Linked DNA regions of Mus musculus: all the other regions are linked to region 4. Evidence: chromatin contacts called from public HiChIP or PLAC-seq and promoter capture Hi-C data. All regions are on one chromosome and are shown on one strand. The core of a region is the stretch at or near the end of the contact, and the rest is flanking DNA. Distances in the headings are between cores, read along the strand shown. Region 1 overlaps Cers6 (ceramide synthase 6). Region 2 overlaps Cers6 (ceramide synthase 6). Region 3 overlaps Cers6 (ceramide synthase 6). Region 4 holds the start of Cers6 (ceramide synthase 6).

What was found. Promoter capture Hi-C pulls out the DNA fragments that hold promoters and counts their contacts. HiChIP or PLAC-seq counts read pairs in DNA pulled down with a chosen protein or histone mark.
Region 1: a contact with region 4 is called in a promoter capture Hi-C map of liver, with 5 times the contacts expected there. The contact joins the enhancer-like site here to the promoter of Cers6 in region 4. A contact is called at or near these places in 17 of 39 promoter capture datasets (the 3T3-L1 cell line, the HPC-7 cell line, cancer-associated fibroblasts and 11 more), 1 of 15 datasets of contacts at CTCF or cohesin (the NIH/3T3 cell line), 16 of 484 Hi-C or Micro-C datasets (CD4 single positive thymocytes, cerebral cortex, embryonic fibroblasts and 7 more), 27 of 115 datasets of contacts at active chromatin or transcription factors (the SCID.adh cell line, SST interneurons, acute myeloid leukemia and 19 more) and 3 of 9 other capture datasets (adipose tissue, embryonic stem cells and pancreatic islet).
Region 2: a contact with region 4 is called in a promoter capture Hi-C map of second pharyngeal arch cranial neural crest, with 2.6 times the contacts expected there. The contact joins the enhancer-like site here to the promoter of Cers6 in region 4. A contact is called at or near these places in 13 of 39 promoter capture datasets (the 3T3-L1 cell line, 3T3-L1-derived adipocytes, the HPC-7 cell line and 8 more), 9 of 484 Hi-C or Micro-C datasets (the 3T3-L1 cell line, the C2C12 cell line, CD4 T cells and 5 more), 18 of 115 datasets of contacts at active chromatin or transcription factors (the NIH/3T3 cell line, the SCID.adh cell line, SST interneurons and 13 more) and 4 of 9 other capture datasets (adipose tissue, liver, macrophages and 1 more).
Region 3: a contact with region 4 is called in an H3K4me3 HiChIP or PLAC-seq map of bone marrow-derived macrophages, with 6 times the contacts expected there. The contact joins the enhancer-like site here to the promoter of Cers6 in region 4. A contact is called at or near these places in 10 of 39 promoter capture datasets (the HPC-7 cell line, HPC-7-derived erythroid cells, cranial neural crest and 8 more), 1 of 15 datasets of contacts at CTCF or cohesin (the NIH/3T3 cell line), 3 of 484 Hi-C or Micro-C datasets (cerebellar granule neurons, cerebral cortex and liver), 23 of 115 datasets of contacts at active chromatin or transcription factors (CD8 T cells, the HPC-7 cell line, the SCID.adh cell line and 19 more) and 4 of 9 other capture datasets (adipose tissue, liver, macrophages and 1 more).

The regions. Positions count from the first base shown.
Region 1 is chr2:69,059,944-69,064,076 of GRCm38.p6, forward strand. All of the region lies in intron 6 of Cers6 (ceramide synthase 6), which reads left to right. Among named protein-coding and RNA genes, the nearest start is that of Gm39840, 68 kb to the right of the region's middle. Within about 2 kb of position 2,113, at least 14 of the 459 cell types and tissues checked have an H3K27ac peak or open chromatin away from gene starts, as enhancers often do. A contact at or near this core is called in hepatocytes and liver, where this site is marked.
Region 2 is chr2:69,083,191-69,086,976 of GRCm38.p6, forward strand. The region is part of intron 8 of Cers6 (ceramide synthase 6); the gene reads left to right. Among named protein-coding and RNA genes, the nearest start is that of Gm39840, 45 kb to the right of the region's middle. Within about 2 kb of position 1,736, at least 23 of the 459 cell types and tissues checked have an H3K27ac peak or open chromatin away from gene starts, as enhancers often do. A contact at or near this core is called in SST interneurons and second pharyngeal arch cranial neural crest, where this site is marked.
Region 3 is chr2:69,012,778-69,016,808 of GRCm38.p6, forward strand. All of the region lies in intron 4 of Cers6 (ceramide synthase 6), which reads left to right. Among named protein-coding and RNA genes, the nearest start is that of Gm52515, 47 kb to the left of the region's middle. Within about 2 kb of position 2,539, at least 38 of the 459 cell types and tissues checked have an H3K27ac peak or open chromatin away from gene starts, as enhancers often do. A contact at or near this core is called in bone marrow-derived macrophages and cerebral cortex, where this site is marked.
Region 4 is chr2:68,858,426-68,862,748 of GRCm38.p6, forward strand. Cers6 (ceramide synthase 6) reads left to right here and starts at 3,016. Exons shown (of 10, transcript NM_172856.4): 1 at 3,016-3,380. The coding sequence starts at 3,211.

The sequences.
Region 1 (4,133 bases), core at 863-3,362, 200 kb after region 4:
GGATGGATTAGTAGAAAGATCATTGTTTAAATTTGGTTTTGTCATGGAATAGCTTGGTTTCTCCATCCATGGTGATTGAGAGTTTTGCTGGGTATAGTATACTAGACGAGCATTTGTAGTCTCTTAGGTTCTGAATGACATCTGTCCAGAATCTTCTGACTGGCCTCCTTGGAGGCAGGTAGAGCTCTGTGACCTGGGTTAGAACCAGTCTCCTGGTAGGTAGGCAGTGCTATCTCTGGTTAGGATCAACCTCCTGAGTCTCTGGTTAGAGAAGGCCTCCTGTGACCGTGGTTACTTCAGACCCCCTGGGAGGCAGACAGACTGTAGTGTGTGAGAGGGTATTGGGTCCCTGATCTCACCCAGGTGGGGAAGCAGCTCTACATGCATTTTTAAAGATGAAGTTATCTTTCGGTCTTTGATTCAGATGTCTGGCCACTGGAAAGATTGATCTGCATAGGTACAGGAGGGTGACAAGAACTTATGTGCTGCTGTATTGCCCAAGGACCCATACCTGGGACTGTATATCCTAAGTCTTGGGCCTCAGCTAGATGTCTGCCTCCCTGGGTGTGGGAGAATCTTCTGTTCCTTATGATATTCTCTTCAATTGGAAGTTGTTATTTGGTCTTCTGGGGGAATTCCTCTCAAGTCATTCTAGAGAGCCAGAAAAATCTCCACTCTGGGTCATTGTAGTTCTAACTATCCTGGACTAATGACCCCATTCAGCCCCTATCCTTATAAATACCAACAAGCCATGCTTGGGGCTTTGATCTCCCTGGAAGCACTGTGCCTCAGGCCCAAGGCCACTCCTTGCAGCCTGGCTCTCACAATGCCCTTGTCATCTCCCAGGGACAGTCCTTGTTCTGTTTGTCCCTCACCTGATGGTTTCTCCTAACCAACACCTCTGCCTCTTTACAGTCACCCTTCCCCTTATATTTGTCCCTGAGAAGCTAGGAGTAGGATATTCACCAGCCTGAACTCCAGACTGCATGGAACTGGCTCTAGCCCATTGTCACAATGTGACTTTGGAGAACTTGATGTCTAGGTGCCTCAGCTCCCATCTAAAAAAAAAAAAAGAGAGAGAGAGAGAGAGAGAGAGAGAGAGAGAGCTCTGAATATTGTTTTATGGAGCTGCCATCAGGAAGACATCACAGCTTCGGAGCTTCTGCACATGAAAATTAGTAGTCAAATTAGAAGGTACTTAGGCGTTTGCTAGGTATTCATTGCAAATGTGGGGTTTAGAAAGAGGAAATATGCATACTTTCTACGCCAGCTTTGAGGAAATGCCACAGCTAGAATTCAGGTGTAGGAGCAGGTACTGGGATGGCTGAAGGAAGAGGAACAAGAAGAAGATATGGTTGCTAACTATAAGAGCTCCCCTGAACTCTGCCCAACAGCTTACAGCACCATCCCCAACTGTTTAGCCTGGAGAAGATATTCTCCACCCTCTATGTGAAGCACAAAATTGAGTCTCTGATTGTTCATTGTCATTGGGCCTCAAGACTTTGGGAGTACCTATGAAGATGCTGGCTGGAGTCCCATCAAGTAGCTCTGATTTTAGTTGAGCACAGTCTGCCCCCTACTGATGGTGTTGGATGCTTTCAGGTTAGATGGGCTTTGTGGTTGAGCTCTTATAGGGACCTTTGCAGAAAATGGAGAGATTCATTTGTGAACTAATGGAGTTCTTCAGACTTACATAAACTATATTTTTAATACCTCAGAAGTGACCTTTTCTCATTTAAATTCATGCAAACTAATATGGCCAGGTCAAGGGTGATTTAAACAGAACCTAGAGAGTCCATTATAAAGACCAGGTAGTTGCATGTAGACAACTTGTGAGAAAAATGGCATATGTGTGTTTGAATAAACACACTGATGGCATTTGAAATCAGAGGGTTTGAGAGCTTGCTTGGATGGAGAGAGGTGGAAGACTGAAGACTGGCTCAGAACACTGCAAACTAGCACCATGTTCTGACTACCCCCTCCAGAAGTGATTGGTAGCACTATCATACTGTTTCTGTTGGCACAAATAACATTTTATTGTGCTCCTTTCTAATGTAATAAAAAATCAATTAAAGATTAAATATTAACTAATCCACAGCGGACAAGATTATGAGTTCTCAATCTTGAAAGGGCACCATAAATGTTGTACAGGAGAAAGATCGGGTGAACAGCCCTTACACAGCAGTTCCCTGCCTCATTTATATCTTTTTCCAGAAGCCATAAAATAATGGTGCTTCTAGCAACAGAGAAAATGCTGGCCAATCTGGACACACCGCTCCTGCTTTTAGAAGCTGGAGAAGCCATTGCTGGCCTTTCAGTTGTCTAGAAGTTGTAGTTATAATCGATCATGACCTTTGATGAGGGTGCCTTTCAGAGCTCCTTATGGTTTATATGAATTTCATGAGCAGTATTAAATTGGTTTGGATTGCTTCAGAAGAGCTGTGAAAATTAACCTCTTACATATCCTTTGCCAGAATCAAGTAAGGCAGAGACTACAAACCTGCTGCGTTGCATAACTGAGTTTCTCACATGATGCCCTTTGGCATGATTCTAAAACAAGGGTCATCAAACTTTACTGTAAGGACCAGGTAGTGTTGTAAAGTTGTAGGTGCTTTCTGTTGCAGTTTTTCAAGTGTGCTACCAGAGCAAGAAAGCCATGTAAGACAGAAAGGAAACAAGTGGGTGCAGTTAGGGTTTTAATAAAACTTTATTCATAACCACAATTCTGACAGTTTCTCTATCTCTGCTTTGAAGTAGAATAACTTATGAGCCTTGAAGGAAAGGAAGAGGCGGAAGAGTGGGGAGAGGGAAGAGGAAGAGAGGGAAACAGAGATAGAGAAATCATACAATGTCAATTGCAAACTCTGCTGTTGTCCTGTTTCTAGGAGTCTTAGAAATCTGTTAAATGGGTCGTAAGTACCTAATTGCTATTCTTTGAGCAAAATTACAAGTTATTATTTATATGTATTAACTTTATTAAATTCAAGACAACATACATTTTCTTTGCATCTGAGCAAAGTCTTTTCTACTGTCTTGATTTTTAGAAGTATTTACGATCTTCGCTGTCTATGAATGTTTGTCCCAGCCCTAGTTAGAATCTCAGAAGCCTTACTCCTTTTTTTTGAGGTAGCTCAATAATACTTTTTTCATTCAGTTCATTCCAAATAAAAATTTAAGGAAAAATTTCTTACACATAGAAGGAGTATATGTGTATGGTGTAGCTTTTTATGATGTAATTTTATCTTAATAAAGGCAGGTACATTGAGATGAATTTGTGGTCCCTTTACAAGGTAGAAGATAACATTTCAAAGACTCTAACATAGTAAACTTGGAGGGAGCTGTGTTATCTAGAATCTGGCACATATGTCTTAGTGAGTGATTATCTCTTTGGCTTTGTTGTGCTAATACTTTGTTGTTTATAAAATTCCCCTAGAGAAGTAAAGGTTCTGGTTCGTTTTATTTTGTTTTGTTTTGTTTTGTTTTGTTTTGTTTTGTTTTGTTTTGTTTTGTTTTTTAATAGTGGGGGACTCGAGCCAGGCATGGTGGCACATGCCTTTAATCCCAGCACTTGGGAGGCAGAGACAGGAGGATTTCTGAGTTTGAGGCCAGCCTGGTCTACAGAGTGAGTTCCAGGACAGCCAGGGCTATACAGAGAAACCCTGTCTTGAAAAACCAAAACAAACCAAACCAAACAAACCAAACCAAACCAAACAAACAAACAAAAAACAGTGGGGGGACTCTGTCTTACTAAGTTTTGCCATTATAATGGATGGCTTATCCTTGAATTCTTTTATTTCAGAGTTTTTCTACTGGAATTTGGGTCAAAACCACATCTGGTTCCTTTTTTTCTTGTCTCTGATAACATGTGAGGAACCACTAACAAGATGGTGGGGTCTGTGGGAAACGCCGAGGAACACAGAGGGAACTCTTGAGGACGAGCGATTCTGTCAAGAGACAAAATGACATTACAGGTGGTTTGGGTCACTGCTGAGGCCAGGGCGCTTCTGGTGCTTGCAATCAAGCACTAACCCAAAGGCCAACCATGGAGCCCAGGCTCTCACATGATTTCTCCTGCGGAAGACGGTTTGGGAAACATCGTCAACCTGAAGCCTAATATTCTGTGAGCCATTGTG
Region 2 (3,786 bases), core at 486-2,985, 220 kb after region 4:
TCTCTTCTGAGGCTGTGCCTTCTACCTAATCCCCCTACAACTGTCTTCCCTTCTACCTGATCTCCCTATAATTGTCTCATCTCTCCCCACATGCAGTCCCCTGATGAGGTATGCTGAGCTCTATCCGGTGTTGTGTGTAGGGTTCTGGAATTGAGGTTGCCTGTATCAGACAACTGTCTTGTGTCTATCTCTTTGTCTTGTTTTGTTTTTAACATTTTTTTAATCCATATGTCAAAGGTATGGCCGAGATAATGAAAGTTTGCCTTATTCTAAATGTAACTCCCCTCACAGCTGGGACCGTTATTTTTTTTCCATCTCTGACCTACTTTTCGAAACCCCACAGTGAGTTGAAATAAAGCAATCTGTTGTTTTGTTTCTGTGTGATGCAGACAGGTCCATGTGATACATATATACTTGATACATATAGAGATCTATCAAATACTTATCGGTCATACAGTCAAATTGAAAGCTTGATTACTTTAGGGGAAATAAAGGCAAATCAGTGTAGTCACTGCTGGTTTTGAAACCATATGTGTATTCTTCATGCATAAATGGAAGGATTGGAAGAGGTCTTAATACCTTCTAGCTCTGAATTTTCTAGGAACTACAGTTTGGCAGTTAGAAGGGATTGTGACCTTCTAGTAAGAAATATTTATGAAGTGATAACAGCAGGGGACTTGGGGAGCAGGAGCAGTCAGTAGTGAAGGAGAGACCATACACATAGCTTACATGTTTTAAAAGTTGGCAGCCTATAAAAGCAAAGAAAGACAGTGGCCAGCAGTCAGGAAGGCCATGCTCCAGTTTAAACAGTGGGCATGTCCCAGGTGCTGCAACTGGAGGATGCCAAATGGAAAGCTGTGACGTGACGGTAGGTCTAAGTGGCTTGTATCCTGTGCTACTTTAAAAGCTAATGACTCAGCCGGGCGGTGGTGGCGCACGCCTTTAATCCCAGCACTTGGGAGGCAGAGGCAGGAGGATTTCTGAGTTCGAGGCCAGCCTGGTCTACAAAGTGAGTTCCAGGACAGCCAGGACTACACAGAGAAACCCTGTCTCAAAAAAACAAAATCAAAACAAAACAAACAAACAAAAAAGCTAATGACTCCATCATGACTGTAACAAACACATCAGTGCGGCAGTGAGAGCCCGTCTGTCAGCATCAGCAACAGCATTAGTCAGACTGTATTTGTGAGCATATTTGCTTAGGTCTCTTCTAAATACCCTTCACTTTTCTCTCAGAGAAACCCAGTTCATCGTATTCTGAAAAGGAGCGGCCGTAAAGGACTGATCCTGTCTGAAGCACTTTGGTATAAAAGTTGCTTAGCAGTGGGGCAGAAAAGAAAAAAAGCAATTAAGTTTATATTTAGTGATCTATCTATACACATCTGGAGCACATTTGGGAAAGAATTCAAAAGGGCCAATTCATTGCATGCCTCCTGCTACAGAACGAGTGTGGGAGTCAAGCTGCGATTTCCACAGCATCAGACATTTATTGTTGACTTCAAAAAGTTCTCCCACTTATGTGTAATTACTATCCTAGCAAATGGCTCTGAAATTTCAGCTTCTTAAGCATAAGGCAGAGTGGTCCTTTAAAAGTAAAATAAAACGTAGGCCCTATGAGATAAAATTAAGATAAATTAAGAATCAGTTACTTCCAAGACGAAGCACTTATGGTGCATGCCTTCTTATATAAAGCAGATCCTTACCATGTATGTGTGCTGTTTGCTTGCCAAGACCAAGATGTCTTCCATAACTGTGGCAGCACTGGACTTTGAAGCTCTGCTGTACTTTTTCAAAAGAATCCATGCTGGTACAACTTAATGTTAGCTAATGCTTTTAACAAAAGGCATGGTAGATTTAGATATCATTTCAACCTCCTAAAAAGTCTTTATAGAACAGTTCTCTCCGGATGGGAGGGGGTGGCTGACACCCTAATTCTGTTTCTTCCAGTTTGTGAAAATAGACCACTTCAAGGCTCCAAGAGTGTAAGGCTCCGACTAAAGCCATTTCTGGGTGCTGCATCAAGTGCTGCTGAGATTTTTATCACCACACCACTTGAGAAATATTTTTCAAGGCTGACAGCTCAAAAGGAAAGAAAAAAAATGATATAATAAAGCAAAGCAAACTGAACACTGAGCTTGGTGTTTTGTAAAAACAAAACAATCAAGTATCTAACAAAACCACTGTCTCACTGGGCGGCTCACGCCTGTAATTCCAGCACTGAGAAACCAGAGGCAGCAGGATCGTCGCAAGTTTGAGGCCAGCCTAAGCTACATAGTGAGTTCCAAGCGATCCTGGGCTACGTAGTAAGTTCTTATTTCAGAAACAGTAATAAGAGAACATCAGTGTTGAATGAAGCATAGGTGGAAGGAGTCACAAAGACCAAAGGCAACATCACAAAGCTGCAGCCACCCCACACAGGCAACTTCTAACTGCCCTTAAGGCCTCACTCACAGCAACCCAATCTGTTTTGTTGAACTTGCCATTTGAGAAGAACATATTGCAAGGAAAGCTGACAAAAGGCGAAAGCCTTGACCCCATATCCAGACAAGAAAACAAGTCATAAGTAGCAGCAGGTGGCTGGAAGGGCAGAGGGGGCTGCGGAAGGCCATGGACATTGGAAGGGAAGAGGATGGGAAGAGCGTCAGCAAAACCCAGCTATGCTTGAAAACGCTGTAAAGAAACTGAATGGGAGGGATGTAATTTACAGAAAATCAAAATGAAAGAAGATACATAAATATATTTATGTGCATTATTGTCCAGTTACTAAAACTATCACACACACACACACACACGTCTCTCTCTGTGTGTGTGTGTGTGTGTGTGTGTGTGTGTAGGGAGAGAGGGGGGGAGCGAGAGAGAGAGTAAGAGAGAGAGAATATATATTGTATGAGAGTCTTTGCTACAGGTTGCTAGGTTAAAGCATTGAACACAAACTAGCCAAGGATATTTGAAAGCTATTTCCCTGTAGCTTAAGGGTGTTTTTTTTTTTATTAAAGTATCTTAATTGAGCTAATGAGGAAATAGTGTTATACTAAGAATTAAAAGTCGTGTTTATGTCTTAATTCTGATGCTAATATATTCCTTACACCTAGCTCATAACTCTTTCTCCCTACTTCAGTTACCTCCACGATAAGCAAGTTAATAGCATCTTTCTCACAAAGGGATCTGGTGTGTATTAAGTAAGAATACACATAGAAGTACCTGGCAAGTCTTGGAGTACCACATAGCACTGTGCCTTCTGGGTTTGTGCAGACCCTATCAAACACCTACAGGCTTTAGACAGGATGTGAGGTGGGATAGAGAATAGGGCTAAAGCCAGAGACTGCTTAAGTTAGGATGGGAGATTTTAAGAATAATTCAGTTGCAGCATTTCGTTGAGAATTTCCCTTGATAGCTAACATCTCCTCATGGGGTCTTGGATTGAAATGAGACTTCTGTAAAGACAGTGCTGAACAGCCAGAAGGAAGATGTCAGACATACTGGTGACAGTGCCCCTGGTGCCTGCCCTTTCCTGTCAGTGCCCATTACTCTAGGTTCCCTTGCCCTCAGAAGCTGTAGGAGAATTCTGTTGTGCCTCCTGGCCTCTGCTCCTTGTCAGGGAGACATGTGGCTCTGGTTCTTGTGTTCAGCATTCGTTCACGGTTTTGCTGCAGCTTAAGGACCAGACAGCATGTTTCTCCCTGGCACTTTTGTTCCATCTCTTGTGAAGAGCCATCGCTTCACGTGCCTGTCTGTCTTAACCTCCTCTTGACCTGAAAGCATGCCAACCTCTTCAGAGGCATGAAC
Region 3 (4,031 bases), core at 1,289-3,788, 150 kb after region 4:
GGACCAGATGTGGCCCCATCACCATCCTAGCAAACAAGCAATTCTAAACAGCAGCTTGGTATGGAGAGAGAACTCAGTTAAGCACAAGCAGAAAGGACCTGGGTTCACTGCCCAGAATCATTGTGAACAAGCCCAGTTGCATGCTTGTAATTCCAGTACCAGAGAGTTGAGAGACAGGATGGTCTCTGAGACTCACTAGCAAAGAGCCCAGCCAACCCAGCAGCTGGAGGTCAAGTGGGAGACTCTGTCTCAGAACAAGATAGACAGCTCTTATGGAATGCAGCAGAGGTTGATTTCTTGCGTACACACACACACACACACACGTCCATGCACACAGAGCAAGAGCAACTAAGATGTAAGAGTGAGAACTACAGATCACTTGCCATAACTTAATATAGCCCTTTAGATAAAATGTGGAAATTGAAAATGTAATCCTTAACATTGGTTCATTATTATGGCCATTCCTTCTCTAGATAAAGTATGAATTCATTCAGTTACTCTGGCATGACACCTGCCTTTGGCAGAGGAGCATTCTGGGTAATATCCCATAAATGTTGGAGCTGATGGGTATTTTTCAAATTACACTGGAAATGCTATTCTTTTCCTCCTTTGTTTTCCTCTTGACATACATTTGAATTTTCTAAAGCTGGTTCTCAGTATAACCTTGAGAGCTGGACAAAGCACATGCTACTAAGAAACCGATCCAGAAGGCTCCTGAGTTCAGGGTCAACCTGGGCTGCATAACAAAACCCCATGCTGCAAAACAGTCATTAAGACTTTTATCTTCATATGTTCATCATGGAAGTTCTTGGACATTAGCCCGTGTATCTTCAGGAGCTGATAATGGGTTTACAGTGATATGAAAGCCCCATGCTCGCCTCTGCTGATTGTGTGGCCATTTTCACTGGGATATGAAGGGGAAAACACCATGGAGAACATTCCAACATTCTCGTTTGAAACTGACAAGAATTTCCAGATGGTAGTGTACAGGTGTCTGCAATACATGGTTGCGTTATTCTGTTACCTTGAACTGCCGTGGGAAAATATATTTTACAGTAATCTTAATTTTGTTAAGAGCTGATATAAAACTTTTCTACTGAAATGTCATATATTCCATACACGTTGGCTAATAGAATATGATATGCTCCCAAGTATATTTGATAACTGTCATTGGGTATTGAGGACTGCGGTGATGGTACAGATGGACCTCTTGGATGAGAGAGGAGAAGGGTGCATTGTACAGGAAGTTCAGCAAAATGGAAGTTAAGGAGTAGACCAAACTTGGAGCAATGAAGGAGACCCCCACAATGAAGGATTGTTTGTAGAGTCATGGGATGAGAAGAGGCTTCATGTAATGAAAAATAAGGCGGGGCTAGACGAGCACCCATGTCCGTGATGGATCAGCCAGGACTTCAGCCTTGGTTTAGGAGAAAAATGAAGAAGTTACAGACAGTTGAGCCTGAGCGGGGAAAGGGCCCTGGTTACGGTGGAAGGAAGGAATTGCAGCAGTAGACCCTGGGTGCATGGGAAGACGTGTTGGCCCCGCAGCTGCTGTCGTCTGTGGCTTTTGCCTGTCTTTGGCTTTTGGCTCAGCTCTGGAGATAACCACTTCATCCACATGAGCTTCATCTTGCTAGGTACACTCAGGGATGGTGGGCAGAAAGCCAGTTTTGGACAGTTGGCATGGAAGAGGCTGAACATGAAAAGAGAAAAGAGAGGACACAAGCCTGCTCTTGGCAGCTTACGAAGCTACTTCTGAAAGGAGAGAAGAGAAGAAGTGGAAGTTTAGAGAGACTTCTCAACCTTGGGCATCCAGCTCGATGGGCGAGCTCTTGCCTGGTGTGTACAAGGTTGTGCCGTTCTTTTGCTCTTCAGCACTGCAAAGTCTAAGTACTTATTTACATAAGCAAACAAATAAAGCATCTAATCTGGGCGGTGGTGGCACATGCCTTTAATCCCAGCACTCGGGAGGCAGAGGCAGGAGGATTTCTGAGTTCAAGGCCAGCCTGGTCTACAAAGTGAGTTCCAGGACAGCCAGGGCTATACAGAGAAACCCTGTCACGAAAAAAAAAAAAAAAACAAAAAAAAACAAAAAAAAAAACAAAATAAAGCATCTAAAGATCTTGCCCCTCCCCCTTCCTTCTTCCTCCTTCCCCCTTCCTTCCCCTTCTCTTTTCTTCTTTCCTTCCTTTCCACTTTTTTTCCTACTTCCTCCAGAGCATGCCTGTTTGTTGCTTAAACACGGGGGTATTGTTATTTCACTTGGGATCTTTTCCCACTGGGGTAAGAAGCTGTTTTTTGTCCAAGGGTCCCCTATACTTCATCTGAAGGTAGTGAATAGTGAGGTAGGGTACAGCCTTCTATTTTTGGGTGCCGGACATTAAACCCAGGCTTCATGCATGTGGACTGCTGTGCCTCCAGTCCCTGTCACACGCTTTCTCAAAAAGCTTACGCTTAGAAATAATTGTTGAATGGACTCTAGTTCTGTGGCATCCCTCGGAGAAGCAGGCGGCTGATTTGGGGAAGGAGGGGGAAGTGGGTAGCTCATGTCGTAAGCTATGTCTGCTGAGATCTGTACTGTGACAGTCCAGTGATCTTCTCCCTGGGCAGAAGCTCGAGTTGCTACACCATTTAGAAAGGAAAACCATGTCAGAGAGGTTAAGTAACGTCAGGTGGTAGGGATGGCACCCAGCCCCAGGCTGTGTGATTCTTCACCCGCCCTCACCACTGTCAAACAGCCTCCCCTAAGAAGGGCTTGGTATTGCGTCAAGTCCTGCAGTGCCAGCCTACTCTGATATTATACCTCTTTGCCTTCAGTTGTGGTGGGAGGATGGGAGAGCACTTTATTTTTAAGGACCATTTTTAGACTTAAACATGCTTAGTGTCTACTAAAATTGTATGTGCCTAGGGTTTCCAGAAATACTTTCATGTTTTCAACCAAGAAAAGCTTTTCTTACTGTACTAGGGTCTAGAACGTGTAAAACATATATTACTTTTAATGGGAAAGGTTTGCAATCCCCCACTGCCCCCACTCATAGACTTAGCGAACCTGTTTGACTTGTAGTAACCAGGATGGTTGATGCCTTGAATGCTCAGATGGCCATCACAAGTATGGACTGTAGTGGACTCCTCCCCTTTGATCTTTCCCAGTCCTCATGGCTGTGAGTCTCTCCTCTTATCTCCACCCCGTGCTGTGCAGAGGACATAGCGATCCACATGGACTTGTTGCCTGCTTCCATGCACACCACTAACACTGTCAGCACTGCAGGCAGAGTTGCTGAAAGTCTGTAATCAGGGCACATCAGATCTGCTCTTTATCCACGTGGCAGATGGTGGGACTCATGCGATCCATATTGAGAACTGAGCACATTTCTAAGCTAGAGAATAGGAAAAAGAAGTAGGAAACTGAACATTCTAGAACTTGCTTTTAAAATGAAGCAAATGTCCCACATACTGCCTTGCCCGTGGGTTGAAACTGACATTGGAAGAATGGGCAGGAAAAGTAAAGAGACCATTTGAGGGAGACGGTATATTCTCATTTCCCACTTTCTTTTCCGTATCTCCGGAGAGAAAGGGAAATTTGTAGACACAAATGCCAAAGGGTGTCCCGTTTTCCTGGTAGAGGTCCAGAGGATAAAGTGCCTGTCACTCCATTTCTGCTTCTCTGGGCCCGAATCACTGTTACCTTCCCCAACCCTCCTCTTGCTCCCAATACAGACAGTTGGCTCAACAGCTTGCTTTGGTTTTGGCATGACCAGCAAATATCAGTTCTTCAAGTGCAGTGGCCTAACTCCTGAAGCCCATCTACAGCCAGAAGTTTCACTAAGAGAATTAATTCAAACCCTGGGTCAAGATGGAGAACAACTCCCTGCTCCCCACTTCATACTTACTGTTGCGATCTGGTTGCTCTGGCTGCTGCATTGTCTGAATTTGCTTTTAGAATGAGTCTCCTACAAGTCTCCTAGGTCTGTGCTGATGGCCGTTACATCATACTCAAGTGTCGGGTCTTCAGTTACTCTGAAAATCTCTCA
Region 4 (4,323 bases), core at 1,766-4,265:
TGTGCTTTCCAATTTGTGGGCATGGAGGGGAAGAATTTCCACAGGCTCTTTTCCATATCTAATCTCCTGCTAGCTTCAGGATAGTGAGGTAAGACAGGTGCCATCCTTAGGCACCACACCCAGGAGGACACATGCATGCCTTTAGAACCCAAACAACTTATCCAAGATTCTGACAGGTCGTAAATCCTCCTTCTAGAATGGCCTGACAAAAATCCATCTTCTATAATATTCTTTAAATCCTACTGTATCCCTAAAGCGAGAATGGTGCCAGGTGAGGGAGAAGCCTTGCCTTTTGTCCTCTTATCGCTTTCTCCTCTGTAGAAATGCAGTTTCAGAGAAACAGGAAAAGGGGCAAGTTACAAAGCTGCTTACCCATGTTCTGACCTGGGGACGGTGACCTCTCCTCTCCAAAGAAGATTCATGTCCATGACATCTCCTTTCTGCTACCCAGAAATGAACTTTGTGCTTCCCAAGAACCTAACATGGGACACTGAACTTAGTTACTCAAATGGTCTCTCCACCTAGAGTGTTTCCTTTTGGGGACGATGATTTTAGGAGTAATGTTGACTCATTAAGTCAACAGTTTATGTACCAGGTACAGAAGAACAGGGATGAAGCAGGTTTAAAAACTGGAATTGTGTGACAAAACTTTCAACCTGTTAACTATGTACTAGGCAATGCTCTTTAACATTTGAAGCTACACTGTTTAATAAAATAGATATGGTTGTATATATATACCACATATATGAAATATATATATCTATATCCCCTACACACACATATGGGTTTCTTTGGTTTGTTTTGTTGTTTAGTTTTGTTTTGTGTTTTTGTTTTTAGGACAGGGTTTCTCTGTGCAGATCTGGCTGAGCCGGAACTCATTGATCTATAGACCAGGCTGGCCTCAAACACACTCATCTGCCTGCCTCCTGAGTGCTGGGATTAAAGGCGTGTGCTGATCACACTTGGCTGATATATATATGCGTGTGTGTGTGTGTGTGTGTGTATGTGTGTGTGTATGTATATATATGTATATATGTATATATACATATATTTACACACATATATACACACATACACATATACATGTATATATACACATACATACACATATATGTGTATATATATATTTTTAAAGTTTTTGAGGCTTACATTTTAGAGACAAAGTGCCAATAATGGTGTATGTTGTGTTAATGGTGGTGATGGCTTTGGGGAGGAATAATTGTACATTAACTTGAATGATAAAGGGAAGGCCCTATCCAGAGTAAAATGAAGGGAAGAGAAAAAGGATATTTTAGGAACGATGTTTCAAGGACAGAGGAAAACACACACACAAAGACTGTGTGGGTACGGTAGGTATGTTTTGTAAAGAGCAGGGAGCCCCGAGGGAAGAGAACACACGAGATCAGAGAGATAATAAGGAACCAAATGTCTTAAGACATAATGGCTTTGACTTCTGCTTGGGGGAGAACAGAGCTAAAGCAGGTTTAAGTACTGGAATTGTGGGACAAACATTTCAACCTGAGCACTATGGCCAAGAGAGGACAGTAATGGGACACAGGCAGAACTGGGGTTTGAGTGGTGATGGGGACTGCTCAGATGTGAAATGGTACGGCAGTTTAGATCAGCTGGTAGCCAAACAGGTAGTGGAGGGTGTAAGGTAATGGTTTATAAAATGACTTGGATGAATTTGTGATGTTAGAAAGGAAGTATGCAAGCAAGAGGAAAGTGGCTGCTTCCTTTTGGACTGAGCCGTGACCACAGGAAGGACAGGTCTGGAGGAGAGAGTAGTCATCGACCATCCAAAGAGAACTGCTAGGGACTGAATGTGTTCTCCCCAAATTCAGTGCACTGGCATTTGGAGGCTAAGCCCTTGGGATGTAATTAGTTTATGAGAATGAAATCTTGGGATGTAATTAACTTATGAGGATGAAACCTTGGTTGGAGCCCTAGTCAGATGACACACGGGTGCAGTCTCTCTGTCTCTGCAACAAGAAATTCTCTGCGAAGACAATCACCTGTCAGGAAGAGTCCAGGAAGGGTGTCTTTGCCACCCCTTAGATTGCCTAGAACTTTGGCTTTGGACTTTGCCTCTGCAAGTATGAGGAACGCATTTTCATTGATTGAGCCATATGTCAAAACAAACAGCCTGAATTAAGGCAGGAACTGACCTTTGCAATCACAGCTGACCTTGAGTGACTTCATTGGGTGGGGAAGGCATGAATGGAAGTTCAATAAAGAACAGGAGGTGAGAATCAGGAGGCCTTGAGAGTTTGGTTTAAAGGCAGGGAGAGGAGGAATAAATACTCCTGCCCCCATTATCTACCAAGTCAAAATGTGGTTCCCACAGTATTTTCAGAGGTTACTGGCGCAGTTCCCCATAATGCTGCCGTTACTAGCTGCTATCACCATTAGACACCATCATCAAGCAATTCATTAATCAATCATAAATGCCTAATTTCTTGTGCTACTTCATAAATCAAAATTAGGAGCCTTGTTCCTTGGGGGACCCAGCTCAAGGGGAAGCAGTAGTGTAAAACGTGCCAGGAAGGTCAAGGAGGGGGGTGAGGTGCGGGTCGGAGGCAGAAGTCTCTTGCCAAATCATCCAGCCCCAGTTCCTGATTTTCTTTTAGCACTGGAGAGGATGATCCTTCCCCTCCCACTCCTTCCTCCTTCGCCTTTGCGCCCCCTACTTCTTCTTCTGGGGTTCTTTTTCAGCGCAGGGCTCTCTCTGGAAGCTCGGCCCCTGCCAGGCTCCTTTTCGCCTCCCTGCGCTCAGGAAGAGGACAAGAGCGCAGACACTCCAGTGGGGCAGGAGCTGGCGTTCTAACCAGGTGCGACCCAACTTGGGGCTGGGACAGAGGTGCGGGACGCGCTCCAGGTGCGGGTCCAGAGCCAGAGCGCGGCCCGCAGCTCCCAGGGCGTGGGCGAGCCGGCCGCGTGTGCCTCGGTGCTTGACGGGAACACTAGCCAATCAGGGCGTGCGGCCAGGCTGCCACGTGACAGGCGAGGCGGCCCTTTTCCCAGCGCGGCCAGAGGGAGGAGTGGAGCGGATCGCGGAGCCTGAGAGTGCAGCGGCCACAGAGGAGGCGGCGGCAGGCGGAGCGGCAGCGGCAAAGGCTCCCGGCCAACCCAGCGCGCATCCCCAGTGCCCTGAGCTGCAGAGAGCTCGGAGGAGCGCGGGAGCAGCGACACCGGAGTGGACAAAGCAAGATGGCAGGGATCTTAGCCTGGTTCTGGAACGAGCGGTTTTGGCTTCCGCACAATGTCACCTGGGCAGACCTGAAGAACACGGAGGAAGCCACCTTTCCGCAGGCGGAGGACCTCTACCTTGCCTTCCCCTTGGCCTTCTGCATCTTCATGGTGCGGCTCATCTTCGAGAGGTAAGAAGGGCCGAAGTGCCTGCTCTCCCGCACACACGCACACGCGTGCACACTCGCCTGCTCCGTGGCGCACGCCCCCGCGCTTGGGCTCACACCTCCCAACCTTTGTGTTCTCTGTGGGGTCCCGATCCCTCGGCCAGGCTGACTTCTAGGGAGCTAGAGAGGGTCCAACTCGACCGCGGATTTCCTCCGGGGCGCCACGAAGGGGCGGCAGGGCGCTTGGTCACCGCCCGCGCTCCTCCTTTCCCGGCTTCCTCCTCCTAGAGAGGGTCGGCGAACAAAGGTGAGCGGAGGCTGGCCGCGGGGAACCGCTGCGCCGAGGGCTCGGCCGGCTCCCTCCGAGCCGGCACTAGGCGCTTCCAGATTGGGCTTCTCCTCCGAGGCTCGCCGCCACCCACCTGACAGCCTGGAACGATGGGGACGCGCGGCCCGGAGGGAGGAGGAGCGCACACACTTCCAGCCCTTCCACTCTTGCACGCACGCGGGCCGCGCTGCAGAAGAATTTGCTCGGACCTTTGGCTTTAGCTTGCTCCCTGGCTTCCATCCGTGACACGGAGTTTTAGGCCCTGGGTCCTGGGAAATAGGTGACGACAGCACTCCGGATCGCTACTGGTTTCTTTAAAAGAGGGCAGAACAGGACCGGTGCCCCTCGAAATAGTCATTTGAATCGATAGTAGGACCCCGTGACTAATCATAAGCGTCTTGCTGGTACCGGAAGACACTTGAAACGTTAAAAGAATTGTCTCATAATTTTTGGTATGAGTCCTCGATTTGGTTAGATCTCGCCATTGTAACTGCACACAAACTTGTGCTACTCTCACTGAGTCAGCCTTAAGTCACAGAACTAGATCTTGCCTGCTGTGCATTCAACACTTACTCGTGAAACAAAATCAGCACCGCACACTTCTTTCTTTTAACTGAAAAAAAAATCGCCTTCCTCTTT